Regions from separate parts of the Capra hircus genome. Here region 2 is linked to region 1. A link is a contact called in public Hi-C data. All regions are on one chromosome and are shown on one strand. Each heading gives the region's core, a stretch centred on a gene start, on an enhancer-like site or on the middle of the called end of the contact. The rest is flanking DNA. Distances are from core to core; before and after follow the strand shown.

The links. Hi-C and Micro-C count contacts between places; a contact is called where the count stands out from the background.
Region 2: a Hi-C map of liver shows a contact between it and region 1, with 5 times the contacts expected there. The contact joins two enhancer-like sites. A contact is called at or near these places in 3 of 5 Hi-C or Micro-C datasets (blood and liver).

What each region holds. Positions count from the first base shown.
Region 1 is chr13:80,658,700-80,665,230 of ARS1.2, forward strand. It overlaps ZNF217 (zinc finger protein 217), which reads right to left. Exons shown (of 8, transcript XM_018056877.1): 5 at 5,800-6,531; 6 at 5,657-5,761; 7 at 4,353-4,484; 8 at 313-2,497. The coding sequence ends at 4,375. Among named protein-coding and RNA genes, the nearest start is that of ZNF217, 20 kb to the right of the region's middle. Within about 2 kb of position 3,057, at least 1 of the 5 cell types and tissues checked has an H3K27ac peak or open chromatin away from gene starts, as enhancers often do.
Region 2 is chr13:80,965,907-80,972,437 of ARS1.2, forward strand. It overlaps BCAS1 (breast carcinoma-amplified sequence 1), which reads right to left. Exons shown (of 12, transcript XM_018058051.1): 12 at 5,336-6,504. The coding sequence ends at 6,430. Among named protein-coding and RNA genes, the nearest start is that of BCAS1, 100 kb to the right of the region's middle. Within about 2 kb of position 4,100, at least 3 of the 5 cell types and tissues checked have an H3K27ac peak or open chromatin away from gene starts, as enhancers often do.

The sequences.
Region 1 (6,531 bases), core at 1,807-4,306:
AGGCGTTTCTGACACAACGGGAAATGCAGCAACAGAGATCGGTTATGAGGAATCCTTGTCCGTTTAGTTAGACGTGATCAGAAAAAGCCCTGATCTCTTACAGATACTCACTGAAGCATTTGAGGCATGAAATTAAAACATGTCAAAGATTTGCTTTAAGGAGGAAGGAGGGCTGGGGAGTCACAGAGAGCCTGACGAAGTGCTGCTGGCTAGCCCACGGGGATTCAGCGCACGCATCTCTCTGTCACTGTGTCTGTTTACAAAAAGGTAACGTCAGAAACCAAGGACGCAATAAAGACCAAAGCCCAAGACTGCAAAACACCAAATCTATATTTACATCCACATATAATAACATAACTTTAAGCTGAAATACATCATAAATAAAACAAGTAATGTCTACTGTTTGACAACGTAAGTATCAACAATTAAAATAAATCAAACTGGAATGAAATAAATACATAAACAAAAATCCAACAGATTGTACCTCTAGTATATGTACTGTTGTCTCAAAGGGAAAAAAAACACATAAAACCAGTAGTATTCCCAATAATTAATACTGATGGACAAAAAAAGGAAAAAAAACACAACATTTTGGAGTACAAGGGCTGCAGAAAGAAAAAACAAAACTGTATTTTTAAGGAACCAGAAATGTGGTAAAAAGGAGAAATCTGAAAGGCCTCCAGATTTCAGCATGACATGAACTGGCTTGTTTTCAAATAGATTTGGTGATTTTTTTTTTTTTAATACAGATTTCAATTTCAGCCCTCTATCATCGTGTATATCCCCTTTAAGATTTATATTTATCGTCACAGCAAGCTTTCTGTAACACTCATTGGATTAGGTAAGGATCAGGTCAATCATCTTTGTCAATGTGTTAATCTTCAAAAATAGGCTATAAAAGTGCAAAACTAGGAAAACAAAACTCTAGATTATGTACATATGGCTCAGCTTGTGAACAGAAAGAAAGGTCAATAGTGTACACTTTCCTGATACAAAGCACTTCATCACGATGCCAGCAGTCAGCTCAGAGAGGTCTCCCTTCTCATCTGGGAGTTAAGACTTTTCCATCAAGTCAGCGTCGTGTTGCATAATGAGAACAAACAAACAAAAAATCAGGATTCTTTGAGGACATTACCCTTGTTCTAATGGAGAAGGGCAAGGCAAGAAAAATTAACAGTGCAAATTTATTTCTGAAACAGTTTTCTTAATAAAGTGTGTTGTGGTCACTAAACCTAGGTGCTGCTGAAAACACTCAGCCATGGACAGTGGATTAAGGGAACAGAAGTGTAATAAAACATTTAGTAAGCCAGCTGGTGGCTAGTCTCTCTTTAAAACCCAAATTGTCATGTACACTGAGAAAATGGTGCTGCCTCCAAACCACCAAAAATGGGAAGACAACTGGGGTCTCAAGACCAGTGACGTCCCCGGAGCACCAGGAGCCTCAGTGAGCACTCCTGCACAATTCACGTGTCTGTAATTAACCTGAGTGTGTCCAGTCAACCCAAGCGACGCGCCAGACACACCAAGACTACCAGAGGCAAACCTAAAATTTACCCCTCAACTTTCATTTCTTTTAAAAACTGCTTCCAATATATGTAATTCACATGTATAATTTAGCCTTTATATTTTTATATAACTAATTTAGGCAAACGCCAGAATTTTCCAACAAAAATGATTCATTGGATAGAAAACTAACTCCACAAATAATTTGGTATGTTTACTGAGTGTGTGGCTGGCTAGAGGAAATGCTTCTCTATAGATACACACACTTAAAACTCCCCCCGCCAATCCCCCGAGAAGAGGACTCCATGGGTCTGGGTCTGCCTCAGACGACCTTCCAAAATTTGCAATAGAAGGGCACCAACTACAGAAAGGCTGGTCTTGGTACGTGCAGCACATATCCATTCATAGAGGGTCGGTGTCTCCGTTAACAATTCCATTAAGACAATAAACAGCGGAGGATTTGACATAATACAAATCATTGAGATTAAAAAAAAAAACCGTACATTTTAGATGAAGGAGGACAAATAGCAGAAAAGAGCTCAAAGTGATGAGCAACATTAGAGGAAAAGCATACACACAGTATTTAAACAAGCAGGTTTACAACATCTATTCACAAATTTTTTACCTGAGGTGCGAGCGTTATATACTTTCTCCCCACCCCACCCCCCAACCCAAATGATTTCTTTTCAGCAGCGCTCAAGTATGCAAAAAAAAAACAAAACTCCATTTCTTATTTGGTCAATTCTAAAAATCATATTTTTCGGGGCAGAACAGATGATGTCCAGTCTCCATTTGTGTACAACCCAACTCTTCCAACTATAGTTTTTATTGCTATTTGGTACAAAAGTTAACAACTTTACAAAACCGTAGTGTTCCTTTGTGTGTTATATATACAGTACAATCACAGCTTATTTCAGTAGCTTTCAACATTTGCTGTTTCAAAGGATGAACTAATTTAATTTCATGGAGAGTACACATTTATATCCATCAAGACCTAAGGGGGAAAAAAAAGGTTTGAAACATGATTAGAATAAAACTAAATACAGCTTACAAAAGTTTTTAAAAGTGTAACAAATACACAGAACTAAAAAGGTCTAGAAATGCAATGAGTTCCATCTAAGCTTAAATTTTTAACCAAGTCTCGGGAGTCTGAATAAATAAGCTGCACCATTTAGGAGATGCTCACGTACAATGAACAGTGATTTGATGAAGATGATTTAACCAACAGGAATTTACATCAGATACAGGTGTCAAGTCAGCTGCCTCCTATAGGAAACTCTGGAAATTTATACCTAACAAAAGGCAAATGTATGGCACAGACCACAGGTATTTAAGACGAGACTCAACAGAATAACCTCCTCCATGAGAAGGACAGGGCACAAAACACGTGTAACACTGTTTGGCCAACGTCTATGGAGGTTTTACAGCTGAAATTCCCAGTCCTGGGCCAGGCACCACCTCAGCATTGCTCAGGGTGGAAGTCGGGGACAGAGGTCAGGTGGGCATAAACGTATGAACCACAGCGCAGAGGGAGTATGAACAGCGAAGGCCCAGCTCCTCGCAAACATGCTGCAGAAATACGTGAGCTTAAGCACCGGAACAAGGTCGTTTGGCCAGCAGGATGTGGAAAGGATGTTCCAAACTAGAGAGAAAGGCAAGCAGAGAAGCCCAGAGGCTGCAGGAAGAGGCGGGAGCTGGTCACATACACGACAGTCCCCGCTTGCCGCTACACACAGTGCAAATAACCACCCATAAACCGTGCTTATGTTTCAAGGCAGAGTGGATCTAATCCCATTTCTGCGATGATGCCAGCCGCATACCACTGGCATCACCTGAGCGGGAAAGAAGGATGCAGACAGACAGGCCCATGTGCCCCAGGGAAAACCGCAAGGAGAGACTCTGCCCTGGTCCACGTGTCTCTCTCTCTGAATCCAGATCTAGCAGGCGCTGGGTCAAGAGTCTGCTCCACGAGGATACGGTAGTGGTTAGCAGAACAAGAGCTGTCTGGGAGGAGATGAAATCTGTCCATGAGCCCCCGTCTTTCCAGTCACTTTACTGTTAACTCTCACACAGATGCCATGCCCTCTGCCCAAACCTGGAAGTAACTAAATCAACATGTGCACAACTCCAAGAGCACCACCTGAAGCTTCTGGGTAGCCACCACTAGATACACCTGCCGTGTGAACCAGAAAGTCAAAATAAACCTCCTTGCTCTGTCCCACTGCTGCTCCTGCTAAGGGTTTATAAAGCTTTTGAACAAGCACTTAAACTGGAGGGGTGGGGCCCAGGCCTTGGATTTTGCAGACCTAGGACCAAAAAACAGAGGAAGGTGCTGGGCAAGTTACATAAGCCAAGTCTCAGTCTCCACATCTGTAAAGGGGGCACAGAGTCTCCTAACTCAGGGATCAGCAAACTTTTCCTATAACTGGCCAGACAGCTCTCGGCTTTGCAGACCATGAAGTCCCTGTCACAATGATCCATTTCTGCTTTTGTGGCCCCAGGCAGCCACAGACGATCTAAAGGAAAGGAAAGGAAGTGGCTGTGTCCCAATAAAACTTTATTAACAAAAACTGATGGCAGGCAGTTGGCCTAAGGCTCTAAGAAGGACTAAACTAGCTCATGACGATAAACAATTCATTCAACCCCTAGCATGAAATAAACCCTCAGTAACTTTCAGTTGCTTTTGCTACTTTACCATGATCACCACTGATATCCAGATACCCTGAGGGCTCTGTTTTAAAAACACTTCAAAATTCAAGTTGAAAGCAATTTTACTTTGTGATATTATACTGGGTAAGTTAGATGGTTTGTTTTCAGTTAGGTAAAATCAATACAGTGTATGTGCTCACCTTTCATCCCCAAAACAGGAAATCAAGTTTTTTTGTCATTTGGTCGGTAATGTGCGTTCCCAATAAAATTCTCATAGTTCCTCTTTTGTAGCATGCTGCTAGATAAGTGTTGATAGGACACAGGCCTTTTTCCTGATTAGAGAAAAAAAAAAAAAAGTGTAACGGGCATTTAGAATTAAGCTCAACAATGTGTGTGGGTTGTCAGAAGCCAATTTTCAAAATTCCTGATAAAGTGACCAGAACACATATGATCCATATGTATTATAGAGTTAGTTACAAGGTAAAATGTTCTTAATTGCCAGGAAGACATTTCTTAGCTTAGAATTTTAAAGTCACTAAATGGTAAAATTATCTAAGTGCTACTAAAAATTAAAAGCCAAAATGGCAACATATTTTAAGCCTTTGTGTATCATGAACCAAAACTGTGTGGAGGAGGGAAAAAAAGACCGATTTACTTGCAACACACAGTCTTTTCTCTTCAAGTGAAAGACACAGTTATGACTCATGTCCATTTTAAATGCAGAGTCGGGGGAAAGGGACACTTCTAATCAAAAGGCTGCAGAGATTATTTTTTCATCAAAATTTTTATAAAAGTCACTGGACTGTGTGAAAGCGAGTGTTTTCTAATTAGCTATCCCCCAATCAACTGACATCAAGCCATCTTTGATACAGACTGTCACCACCCAGAACCTTTCATTTCAAATTAATACTAACGGTGATGTTTAAAATGGATGCGTCCCTTTGGGCGCAGAACCTGCAGAGCTTATCATCAGGGAAGGCGCTGCGGTTTCACCGAGCAGGACAGGTCCCCACACCTGTCTCACCCACTCTCACAGCCTCGGGTGTGTGCTAGACACGTCCGATGCAGCAAGGGCTTTAAAACCGCCTCTGCGGGGACAAGGACCTTCAAGGTACCTGTGGGCATCGGGGGAGCAACACGCGGAAGACTGCGCTTTAACATTCACTTAAGGCTGAGCCCTGGCCAAAAGCGGCAGCGCGGTTCCCTAGGTCTGGACACCAAAGGGACCCAGCAGCCTGGGAAGGGCCCGGCGCGCCCGCAGAGCGCTTCCGAGGGGCCCCGAGCCCGCTGTGCGGGCGCCCGACCCGCGCTGATCACAGGGGCGGGCAGGCTGCGCGCCCTGCAATGCACGCGGGCTAGGCGTCAAGGACACCTGGCTCGGCACTGCAAGGGGGTACAGCCCCTGGGCCCCGCTGCCCTCGGCCCAGCCCAGGAGGAGCTGGAAAAGGGGCCGCAGCGCCAGGGCCCTCCCCCTGCCCCCCTAGGGTCCCCCGAGGACGCCCACCTTCCAGCGCGGCGGCAGCAGCGGGCGCGCAGGGCAGCAGCGCGGCGAAGGCGGGCCCGGGCGCGGGGCGCGGGCGCGCGGGGGCGCGGGCGGCGCGCAGGCGCACTCGGGCGGCAGCAGGGAGGCCAGCCCGCGCACCACGCGGTACTGCGGCAGCTCGGGCGGCCGGCGGCACGGCGCGCAGGGCGGCTCCGGCGCGACCCGCGGCCGCTTGGGCAGCGGCTCCCCCGGCTCAGCGCCACCGCGGCCGCACGCATAGTCCCGCGCGGGCGCCCAGGGGCCGTCGCTCCTGGTGGTGTCGGCGGCGGGCTGCGGCTCCGGCCGCCGCGCCTTCTCCAGGCCTGCCTTGCAGGGCGGTGCTTCGGGCGGCGTGCGGGCAGGACCGGGCCCCGGAACCCCGAGGCCGGGCGGTGGCAGCGGGCGCAGCGCCTTGAGGTTGCTGGGGGCTAAAGTGCTGTCGGCGCCCGCGGGCGGCGGGGCTCTGCTGGGCCCCTGGGCGCCGGGCGCGGGCCGCTCGGCCGGCGCGGGCTTGGGTTGCGCCGGGGCGGCGGGCCGCGGCTTGGGCCTGAAGGCACCGGGCAGCGGGGGCACGTCCTTGCCCAGCAGGGCCGGCGGGCAGCCCGTCCGCCGGCTGCGCAGCGCAGCCCTGCCCCGGCAGCTCTTGTGCGCGTCGGGGTGGTACTTGTGCTCCAGCCTCTGGTGCATCGTCAGCACCTCCGGGTAGAAGGTCTTGAAGGTGCAGAACGGGCAGGTGCTGCTGGCGGTCACGCTCCTGCCCAGAGGCGCCCCCGCGCCCCCGTGCGGGGCGCCGAGCGACAGGTTTAGCGGCTTCTCCTGGCAGCCTGCGTCGGCCGCCCGCTTCTCCGGGGGCCCCA
Region 2 (6,531 bases), core at 2,850-5,349, 310 kb after region 1:
TGTCCCTGTCGATGTGGTCTTGCCTCCTCTCCAGCCTTCACCATCTGTCTTCCCCACAGTCTCACTCCAGCCATGCTGACCTACTTGCCATTCCCTCTGTAAACGCGGGCCTTTTGCACTTCCGTTCTGCTGGAAGCCCCTTTGCCATTCTTTATGAGTTAGTTCAACCGTCACCTCCTGAACCGGCCAAGCTCCATCCCCGTTAGTCTTGAGGCAGATTCTTCCTCTAAGCACCCCCCTGCCGTGCGTTTGTTTATATTACAGTTGTCTTTGCCTCTATCTATATCTCTCACAGATGCAAAAATATGCCTTTAAGAAGAGCTTAGTTGGGTTGCAACCTTGGCTCTGAGCGGTGTGTCCGCAGGCTACGTTGCTTCTCCTCTCTAAACCTTGTTCTCCTCACCTGTAAAATGGGCAGTAAACACGGGGCTCCTTGTGAAGCACAACACCTGACCTGTACTGTAAACTCCAAGGTTGCCTGTGATTATCTTTGCATGTTCAGAACTGGTCTTCTTTTGGCTGACACTCAGTGAAGTCAGAGCTCAACCTTGACCAGTGGTTTTTAGTTTTCCCTGCATCAGAACCACCTGGAGGGCTTGTGAGGCTCCACCCTGGGTCTGGAGTGGGGCTAGACAATTTGCATTTCTAATTGGTTCTCAGCTGATGCTGATTGTTATGGAACCACACTTTGAGGACCACTCAGCTGGGCACCTGAGGAGGGAAGATGGATTAGAGTGATCCAACACATGGAGTTAAAGTCAAGCCAGAGCATAAGGCAACTCTCTTTCCAATGGATACGGCCTTAAAATACTTATCAACTTACCCATCCAGACGCTATTTACTCAGTATTCACTGCGCCCAGGTATTGTGCATCGATGGCAGGGCAGTGACTGAGACAAGAAGGTCCCTGCTGTTGATGGGCTCACAGTCTAATGACCCCGGTCTGCAGGGCAAGCGTCATAGTTGCTCAAGTCCCATCAGGAACTTGAAGGGGCCTGGCTGGCTTGGGAAATGGGTAACTTTAAAAATACTGATATTCCCAGTTGCTTTATTGCTTCCTGCATCATCAGTTACCTTCTCAACATCAGGTTCACAGAAATGATAAATCAAAACTGATGACGGTGATCCTGTTATTCCCTCGTCTGACACTGCTGAAGTCAACTCATTCGGGACATGGCAGAGCTGAGTCCCGGAGGATCAGAGCCAGGTTGTGACAAAACACCTATTACATAAAGTGGTAAATATCCCTACTGTTGTTGTTATTAACTAGCTAGCTTGAGTAGGGGTTTTCAGGTACTTGGTGCTAACATTCGCTGTGCGGTAACAGCTCTCCTGTACTGTTTTTTTTTTTTTTTTAATGTACCAGCCATTGCGCAAAGGGCTTGCCTTGCTCCATCTCAATCCACGCTCACAGCAGCTCCACGAGTTATGCACTATTATTACTCTCCTGTTTAGGGAGCAAACTGACAGGGTAAGTCACTTGCCCTCTCCTCTCGTTGGGTGTGAGGGTGACCTCCATGCTTGGCAGTGACACCAACCGTTTACAATCACACTACCCTTCTCAAGCTTCTTCTAAGTCTGAGCTGATAAAAATGGAAAAACTAACCAATAACCAACCTTACCTTTGTTTGGGGGACTGAGAATCACAGGGAGCAATGGACTCACCAGGTTGACCCTCTTACCCTAGTTCTCGTCATTAAACTTAACCACTTTCCAGGAGTTACCCAACAAACGCACTCTTAAGAGTTGCTCAGCCCAACCTCCTGGTCAGCGGTCAGAGAAAAGGGCCAGGCTGGAGATCTGGGCTCCAGGTCTTGGACTCCCTCCTGTGGCCAGATTTAAATAGAAAAGCTTCAAGGAGAAGAAATCGCGTGCGATCAGGGCCAGATCCAGCTGGGGCCATTCTGTTAAGGAGTGCACCTTCGGGAGGGGAGGAAGCCTTAGAGCGACACCATTCCCTCTCACAGTGAAATACAACAGGGGATGCAGCCAAGTCCAGTCAGGGCACACGGCTCTAACTCAGATAATTCAGTCAAAAAGCAGCCTGCAAACCGTAAAGTGTGCCAGTGTAAGGATGCTGTATCAGTGCCTTTGGTAAAAGTGAAAGTGTCAGCTGCTCAGTTGTGCCCCCAGGGACTGTGGCCCGCCAGGCCCCTCTCTGTCCACGGGATTCTCCAGGCAAGAATGCTGCAGTGGCTTGCCATTTCCCTTCTCCAGGGGATCTTCTCGACCCAGGGATGGAACTCAGGTCTCCTGCGTGGCAGGCTGATTCTTCGCCACCTGAGCCACCAGGGAAGCCCAGCTGTCACCCTTACCTTCATAAAATTGCCCTGATTTTCTATCCAGGCACTGGTAATGGCTAGCTGAAGGGCCAGGGGGTGAAGAGGCTCCAGTGAGTGGCTTTCCAAGAGAGGGAGACAAAAGAGTTAGGCTCCTCTGAAAACCAGTTTACGCCAAGGCCTGGATTCTGACGGGCACTCAGGCCACTGCTAGAGATCTGAATCACAAATTTACAGAATTAGCTGCTCTGTAAGTCAGTCCTTTTCTTCCCAATGGAGCCCGTAATTTCCGGGGTTGTGGGGGGTGGCGGGTGTCACTTGATTTCCACTGATAGAATGAACAAGATGTATACCCGAGAGGAGCTTAATTCTACTCACCGTGCGAACTGCCTTTTTTATTACTAAAAGGGCGAGAAAGGGCTTGGGAGGATAGTTAAAAGCTGATAAGAATCATTTTAGACTTCTGCAAAGCGCATTCCCTGCATTTGCAACTTGGGTGAGTTAATACTGGCAATCATCTTCCTTTCCTCCCCTTTCCGGTAGCGTGGTGAGCTGATTCTAGATCAGGTTGGGATTCTTTGACAAAAGAAATGCTGCTCATCAGGCCTGCTCCCTTCCAGGCACTTTGAGAAGGAGCCAGCAAGGCGCAGACTCGAACCTGTTGGAGTCTCATTAAATGGGACCCCAGTGCATCTGTTTGCACACAAACAACAGCAATGCAGCTAGAGAGTCTCTCTGTGTGTGTGTGTGTGTGTGTGTGCGTGCGTGCGCGCAAATCCCTGATAATTTGTTTAAAGGGCAGGGGGGCACAACAAAACCACAAGGACTTCGCTCTCTTTCTCTTTTCCTTCTCTTTTTGGCATTTTCCTTGGGTGGCATGTGCCCCTCTCCCCAGGATGAATTCATGAGAGACCTCAGGGGCTGCTGAGAACAACTGTGATTTGAGTGAATTCTTTTACGGATATCAGTCCAGACGTCGCCGTTGGCTGGATCTGGCAAGCAGCGTTTCCCTGTTGTTGTTGTTGGTTTTCCCTGACGGTGGCCAGTTCAGCTCGACAGCCCAGGTCCTGCAAAGGCCACGGAGACACTTCCATGTGCGCCTGAAAATAAATAATCAGTTAACGGGCATGTCAGCTTCAAAAAGGCACCTGTGCCCCCTCCCCCAGGTGTTAATTTCTCTTTCTGTTTCGGGGTGCTCTTAACATTTTACTGTGGGTGGTTTTGCTATCCAAACGGCATTCCTGGGCACTGCCGCTTAAAGAACTTCAGCCCCTCTGTGAATCTGTCCCTGGAGCTTTCCTGCACTCACTTGGGGACTGGCTATTCTTTTCACTCCTAATCCAACAGGAAGCATGGAAATTAGTATTTATTGCAAATGCATCAGGAATGGGCTTTCCAATCAAAACCAGACAAACCCCACCAAACTAAAAAAACGGAATTTTAACTTGCTTTGCAGGCTGCAACTGGCTTTAGAATCTCCCCAATAATTGTTAGAGTCCTCTCTGGCTTAGTTTTCTTAAAAACAGAACAAGCAATTTCATTCAAAGATGGCTCTCTTTTTTTGGCCAGGAGGATGGGAAACCAGTTACGGAAACCGTTGGCATGCTCTGCAGCAAGATTCTCAGCAGAGAACTTCTTTTTAAAAGTTTGAAAAATTTTTTCCGGGGTGGGAGGGCTCCTTTGACATTAGTGAGTCAGTCTCGCCCTGGAGACATTTCTCATCAGGGCAAAAAGCCCCTGTGTCCAGTGAGGTGAAACTTGCAAATAATACTGTCACCTTTCTCAACAGACCGGCGTGGCCAGAGCTCAAAGGTCATGCCAGGCAACCCCCGAGGTGTTTAGAGACAAAGCAGTGACTGGCGGCCTGTTTGCCTTGAATCATCCCATGTGCTGTGATGGGGATGATGGAGGGAAAATCATCCCCCACTGAGGTCTTCCCCAGAGGGTTTTTTCCCCTGATCTGGGCCAAGTTAAGCATGCAGACATGAAGCAGCATGAGGTCATTCTCAGCTGGGTGAGTCACAAACAGTGAGGAATGTCCAGGTTCGGGCAGGAGGGCTGGAGAAGCCAAACCCACCCCGAGGAAAAAGCCTCTGGTCTTTTCTGGAAGCTGAGCTCTCAGGTGCAGCCAGCCGGTCCAAGCTGGTAGCCAGTGGGTCCTGGTAGCCAAGGGCCTCCCAAACTTTTTTTGGTGAAATAATTTTGTCCTGAACACATTTTCCAAAGGCCTTTTTGCCCAAGCCACAGTTTTCTTTGCCTAAGGTATGGACTTCTCAGGAGTTCAGTGCTGTTTCTAGCCACGGTGCGGTGGACTGTACACGCGGTGGGTTTGTAGGAGCCGCGGGGCCTGCGGCTCTGTCAGTCACGCGTGTCCGTCTGCCTGTGTAAGACTGTGGACGTGTGCATGCGTCTGTCTATTCTGTATGAAACACGTGTTCCTGAGGGTGTGCGCATCTGTGGCTATAAATACACACCTGGGTGTATGTGTCCCTCGTGGACACTTGGACTGACTCTGAACCTCCAGCCCAAGCGATCCCAGCTTCTCAGCTCAACTGTAGAAATTTGCCTGGCCTAACACCTCCCGGGTGGTCCATGACTCACCAACAAGGGGACAAAGGCCAGCCTCCTTGCTTGTAAGTAGAACCAACTTTGTGGTACGATTCACATATGATTCAGGCTCCAGGGCCCCCTGGGAGACAGAACGAAACTGCGCTCCAGCTGAGACCAGACCCTGCCCCGTCCTGCTCTTCCTCCCTTTCCTCCAGGAGCCCGCCTTCATGCTCACCCCGGCACCGAGTCTCTGTGTCAGGCTCTTCTCTGTCAGTGTGGCCAGAGGCAGTGTGTATATATTACACATGTGTGTGCGTGTGCATATGTGCACATACACGTGCACACATCTGTGTGTGCACACGCCCACGTATGAGGAGATCGAGGAAGATCTGGGAGAGGAAATAAGATGCAGGGGGGCATCGATCTTCTGACATGGGAGATAAAGCCACCGCAGACACAGAGCTCCTGGCCTGCTTTAAAAGCGGAACATTAAAAGATCGTTCAGATGCCAAAGTATTTTTTTATTAAATCAGAAGAAGATACAGTATACATGATATCAGTCGATCATATGGCTGGGTTTTGAACTATACTTTAATACACCATGGTCCTATGTACTCCTCTGTACAAGTATTAAAAAAAACTCAGGTATTTGAATAATCTGTAAATTTTTATTATTAACTGCGGTTATGGGAGGGTTTTATCAGAGCACATCCTGAGAACATTAGGAAATTACAGACAGGCTTGAGATAAGTGTCAGACAGAACAGATGAAGCAAGCCCCTCAGCCATCTGAGAAACATTAATAATGTAAGATTGCAGAGACCAAATCTTTGTTAGGGATACGGGATGCGGGACAAAAACGGAGACCTTGGCGCCCCCTCGTGTTGCAAAAATAAACTCGCAACATCTTTTATTTGGTTTGGTTTGGGGTGGTTTTTTTTTTTCTTTTTTTTGAAGTTGTAATCCTGGCCCCTTGTCACTGAGCCTCAAAAAGCAATTGTTTTCCCAAATCATGTCAAGTCCTCTCCAGTCGATCTTTCCCCTCCCGTCAATAACGCTCAAGGACCCTATTTGAAAAACAACTCTCATCCATTCCTTCGTCATTCCCCACACATTCCATTCCAGGAAACTGGCAACCTCCCAACAACACACAGCCCACGGTCTCCCTCCTTGAAACGTGAACTTAAACAAACGGATTTTCGCCTCTCCTCTTCAAGCCGAGAGGATGAGCACGCCTTGACTACAAAGCTTAATTCCTTCCAGCAGTCTTTTCCCTTCTGCAACTTACTTGCCCCTGGCCATTTTTCATAACTTAACCAGAATGCAGTCCTCTCTGCCCCTCCCCGACCCTGCTTGGGACCCATCTTCAGACCTGGCTAGATAACCTGCTAAGCCATCTTTACAGTTAGTTACCAGGGAAGACTGGACCACAGCCGTAAATAATACACCTCAATATACAACAGCTCAGGCTTAATTCGGAGGCAGACTTTCATGGGATGGCCATCAGAAGAAAAAGTATACATATGGAGAGGGTTTCGGGGGAGACGGAGTCGGGAGGAGACATCTTGGTGGAGGAACCTGATGGGAGCCGTGAAGTTTGTTTACTTGGATTTGCCCACTGGCCCGATGCACACGGGGTCTGTTTGCACTTGAGCATCCAGCATCCGCTTCGGTCCCTGGAGGGAACACAAAAGAAGGTGAAG